Linked DNA regions of Mus musculus: region 2 is linked to region 1. Evidence: chromatin contacts called from public Hi-C data. All regions are on one chromosome and are shown on one strand. The core of a region is the stretch at or near the end of the contact, and the rest is flanking DNA. Distances in the headings are between cores, read along the strand shown.

Region 1 (6,986 bases), core at 2,852-5,351:
GCAAGAATAACATCAGCTTTTTTTTTTTTTTAATGTAGTTAAACAAACTTGACATAAATTTCTCATCCTAAGCATGTTGTACTGGTTGGTTTTGTGTGTCAACTTGACACAAGCTGGAGTTATCACAGAGAAAGGAGCTTCAGTTGGGGAAGTGCCTCCATGAGATCCAGCTGTGGGGCATTTTCTCAATTAGTGATCAAGGGGGAAGGGCCCCTTGCGGGTGGGACCATCCCCGGGCTGGTAGTCTTGGTTCTATAAGAGAGCAGGCTGAGCAAGCCAGGGGAAGCAAGCCAGTAAAGAACATCCCTCCATGGCCTCTGCATCAGCTCCTGATTTCTGACCTGCTTGAGTTCCAGTCCTGCATCCTTTGGTGATCAACAGCAGTATGGAAGTGTAAGCTGAATAAACCCTTTCCTCCCCAACTGCTTCTTGGTCATGATGTTTGTGCAGGAATAGAAACCCTGACTAAGACACATGTTTAAGTACACAACTCAATAGTGTTACATACCTACCTGCCTGTCATACAACCCGTGTCCAGAATGGAAACCTGACACCAATGTTTGTTGAACAAGTCTCCATTTCCTCTTGCCCCACTCTCCAGGTGCCCGATTCTACTTTCAACCTCTATGAATTTGACCACTCTAAATTCCCCATTGCTGTGGTGCCAACACAAAATGTTCCCCCCAAGATGCATGTGCTCCCCAACTGGTATAGGGGAAAGTTCTGGAAATTTCTGCAGATGCAACCAAGCTGGAGGAAGCGTCACTGGGGGATGAGGGTGAGCAATTAAGATTGTTTTGTCTTTGACCTCTATTTCTCTTTTCTCCTCGTCCTCCTCTCCCTCCTCCTCTGCTTCCCATCATGAGGTAAATATCTGGATGGCTCCCTCTCCACAGACTCCCTCCATCATGATGTTTATCCTCGCCACAGGCCCAGAATGAATGAAGCCAGGAACTGGGAGTGGAACTGTTCGAAACTGTGAGCACAAATCAGCTATGTCAACCATTCTGTCTTTCTGCAAGCTGCTTATCTCACGATAACATCTTCAAGGTTTACCTTGCTTGGAGCATGGAACAATATTCTCTGGCTTGGGGCTGAGTAGAATTTCTTCTTATGTATGGAACACCTTCTGGTTTCCCATTAATCTGTCTGTGGACGTAAGGGTTGCTCCCATGCCTTGGCTGTGGTGAGCATCACTGCTGCAAGTTGAATATGTAAGCATCTCTTCAAAACCGTTCCAGTCCTTATAAAAATGTCCCCAGAAAGGGAATTGCCAACACATGGTGATTCTGTTTTTTCAGTTTTTAAAGAGTGGTGTTGTTTTCTAAATAGGCTCTTACCATTCTGCATCCCTATCAATGGAACACAAAGTTACAACTACTTCTTTACCAACTCTTCCCTCCCCTTCTCTCTCTCTCTCTCTCTCTCTCTCTCTCTCTCTCTCTCTCTCTCTCTCTCTCTCTCTCATCTTTCCTCTATCTGGCATAGAACATATTATCTCATGTGGCTTCAATTTATATTTTTCTAGTGGTCAATGATGTTGAAAATCTTTTCATATGCTTGCCATCCACTAATGTACATCATTCAAAAAAGAAAAAAAGGTTCTGTCCTTTGTGATTTTTTTTTAACCTCGGTTATTAGGTTTGCTGAGTGGAGTTTGAAGACAGTAAAAGCCTAGTCAGATAGAGATGGGCTCATCAGAAGTCAGCTGGCCCGATCAGAATGCTTCACAGAAGGCTAATGTGGTATGCTGATGAGATGGGCATGGATTCCTGCATTTGAAAGACCAGTGTCCCACGGTTATTTGTTCAGGGTTTTGGCTTGCTGAGGATCCCAGACTTGTATTCATTGCTCAGCAAAACTGAAGCTCTATAACACACAATGACCCCAAGGTATCCTGTCCGCTAGTTCCTTTTCTGTTGCTGTGACAAAACATTGCAACCAAGGCAACTTATAAAAGAAAACAGTTACGTGGGCTTATGGTTCCAAAGGATTAGAATCCATGATGGCAGAGCAAAGGTGTGGAGGTAGGAAAAACTGAGAGCTCGCATCTCCAAGCACAAACAGAAAACAGAGAGAAATGACAAAATGATATGAGTCTTTTGAAACCTCAAAGCCTGCCAGCAGTAACATACCTCCTTCAACAAGCCACGCCTCCTAATCCTTCCCAGATAGTTCCACCAACTCGGGACCAAGTACTTAAACATGAGCCTATGAGGGCCATTCTCATTCAAGCCACCACACCTGTTACAGTATTCAGCCTGCACTATTGGAAATGTTGTCAGCATCCTTCTTCACCCCAAGTGGTATTAAAGCAGACCTTCACCTTTTTAGCTGTATTCCTAGTATACACTACAGTGCTTTCTTTTTGTTTTATCATTGTTGGGTGTTTGGGGTTTGGTTTGATTTCCTTTTCTGAAGCAGGCCTTTGTTATATGGTCCAGGGCAGCCTTGGACTCAAAATCTTCCTGCCTCTGTCTCCCAGGTTAGCATGCCTAGCCTATTTTGTTACAGCCTAGCAGTGATTATGACCTTGAGTCCTGCCTACCTCCTGCTAGCTTGCTGTGGCCAGGACAAGAACCTGTGGAGGAAGGTGGCCAATACAGTAACCAATCTTCAATGCTATGGCTAGCTCAACTGTCTACCTTTCTCAGGTCACGGGGTTTCCTGCTGTCTACCTCAAGGGCTGTTCTTTCAGCTGATGGATTTGATGGTCTGGAAGCCAAGGAGCCAGATCTATCAGCACTGAGACCTCCTTTGACAGTCCTGCTGTCATGGCCTCCACCACCCCTACCCTCATCCGCACCCCATGCCATTTCCCTGACCAAACACCTGGCCACACTCATCAAATGGCTTTTACTATATGTGGAAATGCTCCTGGTACACTATCACCAAGCAGGTGACACAACAGTGTTGCTGCATGAAGCTTCTGTTAAAGGACAGAGATGCAGAGACCACGAGAAAGGGAAGGACAAGGTGAATACCTCAAATGTTAATAATGGTTGCTTCTGGAACATAGAATATGAATGATTTTTTTCCTTTGTGCTTTTCTGTATTTCCCAAAATTTTTACCATGAATATGTATTGCTTTTGTAATCAGAGGAAAGGACAGCACATGGTAATTTTTAAAAGCCTTTGTTGGGCTGCCTGCCCACTTGGGCTTGTAGCTTTTGTGGATCCCACACAGAAAATTATAGAGTCCTGTCTCCTCTAAACTCATCTCAAATACAGGGACAGAGCTGTCCAAAGAGTCCAAGACAATCTTGGGGAGTACAGAACAGCCTTTGACCTCAGAGCAGTCCTGAATGGATGGCCTGCTCAGGATGGAAAAAGACAAGGACATGAGGTAAGCGTGTTTGGAAACCTGGGGTCACCCTCATCTTGCCCCCCATTCTCTAGAAGGCCTTCAATCTTCCCAAAGTGGAGAGAGAGAAAAGCACTTATGCTAAGTACAAGAAGTTAGTCAGCCTCGTGGACAAGGTTAAGAAAAGCTAGTGGGGGGAGGGATGGGGCGGGGCACCACAAGTGGCAGGGTTCAGCTCCACCCTGCCCTCTCTCCCTGCTGATGTCACCACGTGTTTGAGGGCCAAGTCCCGTGATAGAAATGTGCTTGGTAAAGGAACTGGGAAGAGTTCAAAAGATGGAGAGGAGATGGAAAGACATTATCTTGATTTGGATCTCTGGTACAAACACTGGCATATCCTGGGGTTCCAGTGCCAGCCATTTCTTCCCCAGGAGGAAAAGCATCATGGGTCCTGATGACAGTCCCAGCTAAGCATGCTGCTTCTAAGGCAGTGCCAAGCAAGGGTGGTGATAACATCCCTTTGCACTGTTCCTCAGAAGATAAGGTCCAGGCACTGCCTCTGTCTGTGCAGAAGAGATGAAAGTTCTAACCCCCATGCAGCCTGCTCAAGAGCATGTGGGCAATTATCCTACGATTGGACAGGAGAAGGCAACTGAGGGTCAGAGGAAAAAGCAGCAGTGAGCCCATGGACATAGTATATCCAGAACTGCAGCCAGGGGTCCAGACTCCACAGTCAGGTGTATCCCCAAACCAGCAGTTACTTGCAGGAGTTCACTCGCTTTTCAGACAAGGCCAGGCACGTCTAGGGTAGGATGGCTGTAGACTCGCACATTCCTCAGATCTCCAGGGTGCTCTTCCCAGGACAGGGAGGTGGACTGGGTTTTGAAATTGTGTGTCTGAGATCCCACAGCACCCTTCTCTGCTCATGCCAGTGGGCCAAACTCCTCATCCTAGCCCCCAAAGCCTGCAAGTCTGAGAAGCCAGGTCTCCGCCCCGACACAGCTTCACTGCTTCCAAGTCACCCCACCTGATCACACCATGCCCACTCCTTTAAAATCCAAGGCTCTGAAGGAGAGATCCCTGATCAGGGCACGTGGGTCCTGCTTGTCTACCAGCACAATAGGATAACTCTGAGAACGTTCTCCAGGATGCTTCCCCGAGCATGGAGCACACTTTTGTGAAAATTAGAACAGGGTGCCCTCTCCTGGCGGATGAATTAGAACACAAAGCCCCTCTGCCCAGGCTATGGGGGTGGACCTTGGTCCCAAGATTTCAGCCCCTCACTTGGCTCAGGGAAAGGGTCTCTTGTGCTGGGGATACAATGGGATTCCTGCACAAAGACCCAGAGGCTGCTGCTTAATCCTGCCTATCTCCAGCATTCACACACTGTCTCTCAAGCCTGGTCCTTGTTCTTGCTGATCAGGAAGCCTCTGTCCCCTGGCCTCCAACTCTGTCACTGGTCTGGGTTAGATTCCCCCCCCCCCGCAACCCCCCTCCCGTACTCTGATGGTGATGAGGTCTCATTCCCCTGGGGAACTAGAGCACTTTCCCACCCCCAGGAACCCCCCTCGGAGAGCTTCCTTTACTCTCTATTTTTAGTTTCTTGATTGCAAGTGAGAAGTCAGAATCAGAGAATGCTGGGAAACTGTAGCAATAACCAACCCAGCAAAGTGGGTAGCCATGTGGGGAGGGTCAAGGGGGTCCGAGAGGCAGAGATGGCAGCCAGGGTACCCAGGCTATAACTGGGGTGGATAAAGAGGGCAGAAGATGGGCGAGGCATCCTGTCTACGGGCCAGTGGCCAGGGACAGCTAAAATCAAGCCAAAGGGCCACTCCGGACCATCTAGTACAATCCCCTCTCTCCCAGGGAGGAAACTGAGTCACACAGCTAGGGAGGCAGTGAGTGGCTCTGTTTCTGAAGCTTTGTTTTGATATGTATGCAAATTGGGGCTGAGAAATGGGCACTCCCCACCGAACCACAGTCACATCGAAGTACACCTTACCTCTGTATCCAAACCTGAGCTCAAACACCAGGCACAGGCCAGATTCATCAGGCTGCCCACCAGGCTGGGCTGCTCTCAAGCCCTTCTCAGAGAAGAAATGGCTTTGCCTCCACCAAATGCATCCTCTCCCTCCTGGAGACAGGAGCGCTTCCCCGATGTGGCAGGGCACTCCCTGAAAGAATGAACTTCGGTGCAATTGGCAGTTATTGCTGGCAGTTTATCAGTATTAACTGATTAGGCCTGAGATGATGGATCCCCTGTCTCAAAAAGCCCTCTGCCCTGCGCTGCCCCCAGGGGCAGCCCATGCAACCTGGCTGCTCCAAGCTGCCTGGGGGCTAGCCTTCACTCAGCTGCCCCCACTCTGTGCTGCCCTCCCCCAACCCCCAGCATAAGAGACATTTAAATAAATAAAACAAAATTCAAATGAAGACACTAAATCTCCCCGGCGTTTAATTGATGATCATTATGCTTAGGAACCTAAACTCTTTTAATTTCACTGCGATGCAGAGATGAATTATAGAATTACAGTCGCCAATTATCAATCACGCCTTTGCTAGTGTCTCCTGGCTGCCCAGCCAGTTCCTGCTCCCTCTTGCAGGCTAGGGGTTGAAGAGGCAGGATAATGGCACAGGGAAAGTGATTGCAGGAGGGGTCTGCTAGCCTCTGGTGCTGGCTCTGCTCTCTCTCTCTCTCTCTCTCTCTCTCTCTCTCTCTCTCTCTCTCCTTTCTCTTCCCTCCCTTTACTCTCTTTCTTCCCCATCTCTCCTTCCCTCCCTCCCACCCTCCATTTTTCCCCTCTTTTACAATTCCATTCCTAACATGCTGCTTTTCATAACTTAATAAAAATAAAAAATAAACCAGACAATTCAAAAAAAAAAAAAAACCTTTTCATTTACAGCCCAGCATTTAATCTATTTTGTTCAGGGGACAGTGTGCCATCCCCAGCACTGGGCAGAATTCCAATGGCAACTAGTGTGTCCGACCCTAAAGCAGCTGCAGTTGGGCTGCCTAACCCAGCAGCCTGCAGAGGGAGATGCGTTCTGGTAGCCTGCAGAACACCACCGCTGCCCAGGCTGCAGCCTGAGCTTCCTGCACCCTACGCTGGGGTGCTCTGGCCTCTCCCTCCTCTCCTCCTTTACCGTGAAAATAATAATAATAATTTGAATAATAATTTCCACCAAAGCTGGGAGTGATTTGCATTTGTATAGTGCTCTGCAATTTACAAAGTGCTTTCACGTGCATTATCTCATTTGATCCTTCCAATAATCCTGAGAGGTCTGGAGAGCAGGTATTTTTGTTATTCAAACGTTTATTCATTCATTTGACTAACATTTATTGAGTTTCTACTTTATACCAGACCCTGGGGATAGAAAGACCAGAAGAAGGAGAAGAAAAACACGAGCCTTTTCCCTCAAAAATACACAGCCTGTTGGAATGACCTACTAAGTGTACAGGATACACAGCCTGTTAGGATGACCTACTAAGTATATAGAGTTAACGGCCTGTTTGGAACAGTCTGTTGTAAATACTAAAATATCCCAGTATGGGTTCCCTCCCTACTTTAATGGTTTATATTTTTGGAAAAAAGACATATATTGTCTTTATATGTTAATATGCCTTAAGCAGCACAATAGTTGGGCAATTGTCTACCCTCTTGTTGTTAGATCTACCTCCTATCCA
Region 2 (6,986 bases), core at 2,633-5,132, 770 kb before region 1:
TGTGAGAATCTGGCAGACAGAGATGGATGGGAAGACACAGAGAGTGGGAGAAGAGAAGAGAGAAAAAGCCACCGGCATGTGGGGGGGGGGGGGAGTTGGGGAGTGGCTGAGCCTGATGTGCCATTCAGGCAGAATGGGGGATCCTTTTGACTCTGTCACTGTGGATAAGGAGATCATTACCACCCGAGTGGCCCTGGATGCACAACACAGAAGGATGCTTGCAAGCATGCTCAAAAGCTGCCTGGCGTAGACATGACTCATGCCAGGCAGTGAGTTCTCTCATCACTTGGGAATTTGTTAGGAAAACACAGTCTTAGGTCCCCCCAAGACCCACTGAGTCAACAGCTCTGGTCCTAGGCCAATGTTTTGCTTCTACAAACCCTTAGACAGTTTGATTGCATGCCATGGTTTAAGAACAACCAAAACAGGACTGGGGAGAAGGAGGAGGTCAGATCAAGACTGTGGAGAATTCTAGAGTCTAGCTTATGGTGCTGAGGAGATAAAAAGACAAAGGACTCTGTTTTTGTTCTAATGTGAAGAGGACATAACATATAGAGGGTCTGGAGGTCTACCAGATGGTGTGAGGAGCTGCCTAAAATCCTGGATGGGACAAGGCAGGACATGCAGGAAACAAAAACAGTTTACCTGAGAGCCAGTGAGCAGCCCAAGAACTAAACATCTTGTTAAAGGGCTTATGAGTGATATTGATGACACTGGAGTGCTGGGCATGGCAGAGAGTGGGGATTCAATGGGCTTAGAGAGAAATCCCTTCTCCTGTTCATTCCCCTTCTCACTGAGTGTATTCAACTCTTCTCACTGAGTGAATTCAACCAAGGCTAACATGCCCACAGTGTCTTCTGTTGATTGTTGCTCTTTTCTCTTCCCTCACCTATGGAGGCTTGAGAGCCCCCCTCCCCCGACTTTCTTTCTCTCTCTCTGTCTCTGACTCTCTCTCTCTTCTGTCTCTCTGTCTCTGTCTCTCTGTCTCTGTCTCTGTCTCTCTCTCTCTCTCTCTCTCTCTCTCTCTCTCTCTCTCTCTCTCTCTCTCCTGGTTGTCAGGTTCTTAGGAGATAAGCTTGGGCACCACACAGAACATCCAGGCTTGGAGTGATATAACATAAACAGAGATCTACATTGCTACCCACAACAGTACACGGAATCTGCTGGAGATGAGGCGCTTTATTTACTACTGAGCCTGGGAAGAGATGGAGGGACTGACAGCCGAACTCTGGCACTTTGGCTGTCTTTCTTAAGAAGCGAATACATGCCCAGACAACCTAACACAGCAGACTCTGAACACCCCACTCTCAGCCATGCTCAGCAGCAGAGGGTCTGGGCTCTAGGTACTGCACACCTATCTCTTGTCGGTACAAACACCTTAAAAATCATCTTACTTCTGCAAATGTAAAAATAACCATTAAAGTGCTTATAGTTTTGAAAATGTTCAATTTGGGCCTTTTTAATGTAGATTCAAATCTGCTCTGGGGATCTGCTTGAAGAAAAAGCACTTTGTATAACTTTCCATTTGGCTTAGCACGCAGACCACCTGCAGGCCTCTTAGGGGACCCCACTTGGAGACCCACTGTGTTAGCAGCCAGCCTGGGTAGAAGGAAATAGCTGCTGTTCTTCTCAATGCTTCGGGAGGAACTGGCTAATGAATTGAAGGGGGATTAAAACACCCTACACCCAGTTGAAAGCAATCTCCATTAGTGTAGCACACGCAACACAACCATGAATTATTGTGTTGATTGGAGGAGACAAGCCATAAATTTCTCCTATTAAACTCTTTGACTCAGAATATCAGGCAGAGACTAATGACTTAAAAATAATACATGCAAATGCCATTGGCATACAGATGACCTGGGTTCTGGTCCCAGCAGAGGCAGTCAACTTATGACTTAGAGCAGATAATACATTTAGGAATTGGGGCAGAATGCATAGCCCCATGTAGATAACAGGAATATTTTTATGTTTTCTCAGAGAGCTGATACTCCAGAGAAGTTAGAGGGAGTGAAATAAAGGACATCAAGAAGCCCCCCTCCCCCCAGTAGAGAATATTAATGTTGTCTGCTCTGGGTTTGTCACCTTCCTGGAAGTTTTCTCTAGGCAAGCCCAGGGATGAAGGTAGTGAGCCTAGCCTGAAATCTCCCCATTGCCCCGTGCTTAAATACTTCCCCTTTGTCTTTCTGCATTGGCAGCTGAGAGTAATTGCCTCCTCTTAACCTGTTCTAACCAGATCCTTCCCAGCATCAAACTCTAGAGTGGCCTTCTTTCCAACTCAGCCTCCAGCCAACCCACTTCTCAATTCTTCAGTGTGGAGCCACGTTGACTCCAGAATCCTGTCAGGTATGCCTTTGTGGAAATGAAAGTTGAGTATAGGTAGACCTACCTATTCTCTCTGACAGCATAGACTTTATTTTCCTGGTAGGAATCCTGACTGTGTTTTCATTTAAGTCTCTCCTTTGGCTCTGTCCCATACCTACCTCAGCATCTGAGATCCCTCTTGCTCTGAGATCCCTAGTGACTCAGGTAGGATCTACATTGAATCCATCACTGCGTGAGGTTCCATGGCTACTCCTGGCACTACCTGCTGGAGATAGGAATGGACAAAGGCCCTAGGGACTCTGGGTTCAGGCTAGAGAGAAAAGCAATTCTTTATGGTCACGCCTGTATGAATGACGTCTGGTTCTTGGAGGATGGGGTCCTGCTTCTTGGATTCTGCTCTTGCCATTCATCAGGCTACCCTAGTCATTCCATCCCGGGACACCCTCCAGAGTGCAGTACCCAGTCTGCTTTGGAGAACAATCACCAAATGGCAGGATGACATTGTCCCTTGTGAGACTCACCATGGTTTATACTTACCTCTGCTTATGCCAATGCCCTCAGGATGAAGCTGGGTTCTCCATTAGACAAAGGGACTGGGAGAACTCATCTCCAAGGGCCTGGGGCCTGGAGCCTGACCCTGAAGGAGACATTCCTACTCCATAAGCCCCAGCTGCTCTGAGACCTCATGTTGGAGAACAGAGCATCAAACACAGTCCGGAAGGTGCTGGAGGGCTCATTTCTTCTCTTTCCTTCCTCTCCACCCCCTCCCCATTTTTATTATTATTATTTTTTTTTATTAACAAGGATGAAAGTAAATGTGAACTCGAAACAATAAGGCATGGAAAATCACAGAAATAACTTAATTAAGTTTTTAAAGATTTCCATGCTTGAATAAATTAGCCTTCCTGCAAATGTCACAACATTCAGAAAAAAAAAATCGTAATCAATGGAGCACAATGCTCCCCTGCTCTTTATTTAAACGAAGGCTCCATTGGTGCGGCTCCTTTTACCCATGCTCCTCCCCAGCAGCTGCTGCTCCTTGGCCCCCTGGCTTCAGGCAAGGGCACCAGACTCTCGAATCAGCATATTCCATTCTGGCTGCTGGGAAAGAAGAAAGATGGAAGATGGTGGGTGGGGACGGGGCGGGGAGGAGCCGGCAGGGAGACTTTCCCTGGTCTGTGCTTGTCATAGTCCTGGCTATCTTTTACAAGGTAGCAAAGGCAAACCCCTCTTTAGAGTTTGAGAGTGTCTCCTAGACTGAGGACGATCCAAGCCTCAGTGCCAAGAGGGAGCATGATGGAAATTAGAAAGGACTCTGAAAAGCAAGGGCTTGTCACCTGTCATACCCTCTTCCTTTGCTCCCCTTTCCAGGCCTTTCCTCATAACCGGGGCTGCCAGAAACTGGAAGGTCTCAGGAATAGGCAGGAAAAGATGCTGGGAAAGGGAGAGGGCCCTGATGTCCAGCACGGCCTTCCTGCCTGCAGCTTCATGGATGGGTCTCCATGGTCTTCAAGGCAAGAGGGCAGCTTGCTAGGCTAATGAGTCCAGCCGCTGCTGATTTGAACAGCAAGTGATGTCATGCTGGCTGCCAGGCCCTGCTATAATGCAGCTGTCAGGGCCCCATGGGGAAAACTTGGGGAGAAATACGAGAAGCCTAAAAAGCAGCAAAAGGCCCAGTCAAGTGAAGGGAAATGGGATTACAGTAATGCTGAAAGCCAGCGCACTGGAGAATTAAAACGCTTTGTTTTGGAACCAGATTCTACTCGACCCAAGTTATTAAATTATTTATTGTTTGCCTCTCCAGTAATGGGAGAGATTGATGGTGTGTGTGTGGGATCAGGCAGGGCAGAAATTGCTTTAATTATCAGGTACATTTGGGGGGCACCCTGGGTCTAGGCTGGTGCCCCTGATGCTTGGGGTGGAGTGGTAATGTGATGGTCTGAGCTTAATTAGATCCGTCCGATGCATTTATGGTAGAAACCTAAGAGGAGCCCCATCTTGATCCTCCAGACTCACTAGATGTTTCATGACCTTAAATAGTTTTGCTTGTGTGGCACGGCTTGGTGTTAGGTAGCTATCCCCAGAGCTCCAGGAGCTCACGAGCTACCATCACACTGGGTGTGGGGTGAAGATGATTAAGGCTCGTGGAAGAAGATAGGGTAGGGTCAAAATATGGATGAGTCCCACACAGCCCATTTATCTTGGACACTGCTCATCCTTTGGCAGTGTTGGGAAAGCAGGGCAAAGATGACGACACATTTCACAGAAGAGGGATGGAGGCTTGGAACTTTGCCTGAGCCTTCCAGCGGATGAGTGGCAGGTCCTACTTGGCTTGGCTCCCGAGCCTAACCTTAATGTCTTTGCTATTGTACTTCATGGCTTCAGGGATAAAGCAAGACAGAAAGGCGGGGAAGTGAGGTTGCTAAGACTTTGGCTCTCCTCTGTCAGTTAGCAAAAGTCTAATCTTTCTGTAGATGTGGACCGGCTCCTAGTCAACTGGGCTCAGCTGGAAAGGAGCAGTTCAAAGCTGCCTGTTGATTGGTGGATGGATTAATCCAAGGTGGCTTAAGGATAGGGACCATCCTCTTAATCCTGAACCTCAGGATTAGCTGGTTTATGATCCAGATCCAGGGGGCTCTCAAAAACCAAGATCAGAGAGTCGAAGGATACCTGGGCCCCTCCCCCTGGCTCTTCCTAACGTCTAATGGGTTGTCAGTGCAAGGGACCAGTGATCTGATCCTTGGTTTCTGACCTGACTTCACAAGGAGTGATGATAAGGAAATCACCCTCAAGTCAGCTTAGTACCCTGCCCTCGAAGTCCTGAGACTCACAAGGCTTGAGACCATCCACAGTACTAGCAGTTGTGTGTCCACCAGTCAGGAGTGCCAGGGAAGCTGATTGCTATTGCCACAGCGACTGGAAGCAAAGGTCTGGGTGAAATGCTTTGCCTCCTCAATTACTGCTGCTCTTCCTTTTCCTGCAGATTTGGGGACTCTTCTGTTAATAATGACCTTTTTGGATTTATGCCCAGGACTTAGAGATATTATCTTCGGATCCAGGTAATGAGGTCGCAACTGATCCTGAACAAATGGAGGAAGTTATTTAATAATTATAACGCGCTGTCTGAGGGGGGACCTTTCATTTGTTGGGATGAGAGACATCTGTTTATCCTCACTCTCAAGCAGAAGATTGTGATATTTCGGGGTTAATTCTGGATGGAATCCAGTTTGCTTTCTGCCTTTGTTGTTTTGTCTTGGCTTTGACTTTGTTTGAAGGCCCTGCTGTGTTCGCCATGAGAGGTCGCTACAGTGGAAGGAACATTACTGGAAACCAGGTTAGAAGGCCGGAAATACCCCTTTCTCTTAGTCTGAGGTGTAATCAGCTTCCAGGACCCATAGATGATGCTGGCAAAGGAGGTTGGTAGTGTATGGAGACCTAACTTTTGGTTCTTGAGACAGGATCTCCATAGATAGATCAAGCTAGTCCAGAACTAGTCATTCTCCCGATGTTTCATGTATTAACTTACTCAATTATTTATTTATATATGGTCCTACTGTATACCCCAGGTTGGCCTGCAACCTCTAATTCTTCTGCCTGAAACTCAGAGTGCTGGGATACAGGCACGTGTCATCATAGACTGGGATACAGACATGTGTCATCATAGGCTGTAGAGGCAGAACATCTTTATATTATAGTACTATTTCATACAATATATTTTGATCACATTCTTTGTTCTTTCTCCTCTTCCAAATCCTCCCAGATCTTCCCCCAATTTAGAGGGGAAACTGGCAAATTCCACATAGATTACACAAAGGATGTAGAGAAGAGTTCAACTGGCTTTCTTTTCTCTCTTTCTTTCTTGCTTGCTTCTTTCCTCCCTCCATCCCTCCTCCCCTTTCTCCCTCCCTCTCTCCTCCTTCCTTCCCTCCCTTCTTCTTCCCTCCTTCTTCCCCCCTCCTTTCTTCCCTCCTTCCTTCCCTCCATCCCTTCCTCCTTCACTTCCTTCCTTCATTCCTTCTTAGAGTGCAACAAGTTAGAAGCATACAGGACCTGGTCCCCAGAGAAGACACTGTAGCCCTTACCATGAAGAGTGTGAGGGGTAGAGGGGGCAGTACAATCTAGGGCTCAGGGAAGCTCTTGACAGGCCCTACTACTCCTCAGTCTTGAGGGTCTGGGAGAAAGGAATGGTAAGACTCAAGGCACAGAAGGGAAGGCAGCTTGATTTGAGTTACACAGAAGATCTTGCACTGTTAGGGGCAGGACCCCAAGTTATCTCTTTAACCTGTTTCTGTGTACTTTTAAAAACACCCCTGATCTATGGCTATTATGTCTCTGCTTATACATCAGGGGACAGCAATGTGACAGAAGGGAAAGGGCTGAAAGGTAAAGGTAAAGAACAGGAGGGGAATATATTCAACATTCAATATATACTTGTATGAAGATGTTCTTATATAACAGGGTACTACTACAATGAATAGACATGGTAAAAATTAATTGACGAGTATATTAGTTATTATATGTTAGTTTTACATATTAATCAACTGACTAACATGTATATGGTTCTTTAACTTTTGTCTGCTGGTTGTCCTTTTCTGTCCTTGTCATGGATTTGTATGTGTCTTCTGTCTTGGAACAGTTCTCAGGATTTGAAACAGAGTTGC

The links. A called contact is a pair of places that touch in the nucleus more often than the background predicts.
Region 2: a Hi-C map of the N1E-115 cell line shows a contact between it and region 1, with 6 times the contacts expected there. The contact joins two enhancer-like sites. A contact is called at or near these places in 2 of 484 Hi-C or Micro-C datasets (the N1E-115 cell line and embryonic stem cells).

What each region holds. Positions count from the first base shown.
Region 1 is chr9:46,509,011-46,515,996 of GRCm38.p6, reverse strand. The region is part of intron 1 of Gm31432 (a long non-coding RNA gene); the gene reads right to left. Among named protein-coding and RNA genes, the nearest start is that of Gm22659, 50 kb to the left of the region's middle. Within about 2 kb of position 4,101, at least 15 of the 459 cell types and tissues checked have an H3K27ac peak or open chromatin away from gene starts, as enhancers often do. A contact at or near this core is called in the N1E-115 cell line, where this site is marked.
Region 2 is chr9:47,277,252-47,284,237 of GRCm38.p6, reverse strand. The region is part of intron 3 of Gm31816 (a long non-coding RNA gene); the gene reads left to right. Among named protein-coding and RNA genes, the nearest start is that of Gm39332, 38 kb to the right of the region's middle. Within about 2 kb of position 3,882, at least 37 of the 459 cell types and tissues checked have an H3K27ac peak or open chromatin away from gene starts, as enhancers often do. A contact at or near this core is called in the N1E-115 cell line, where this site is marked.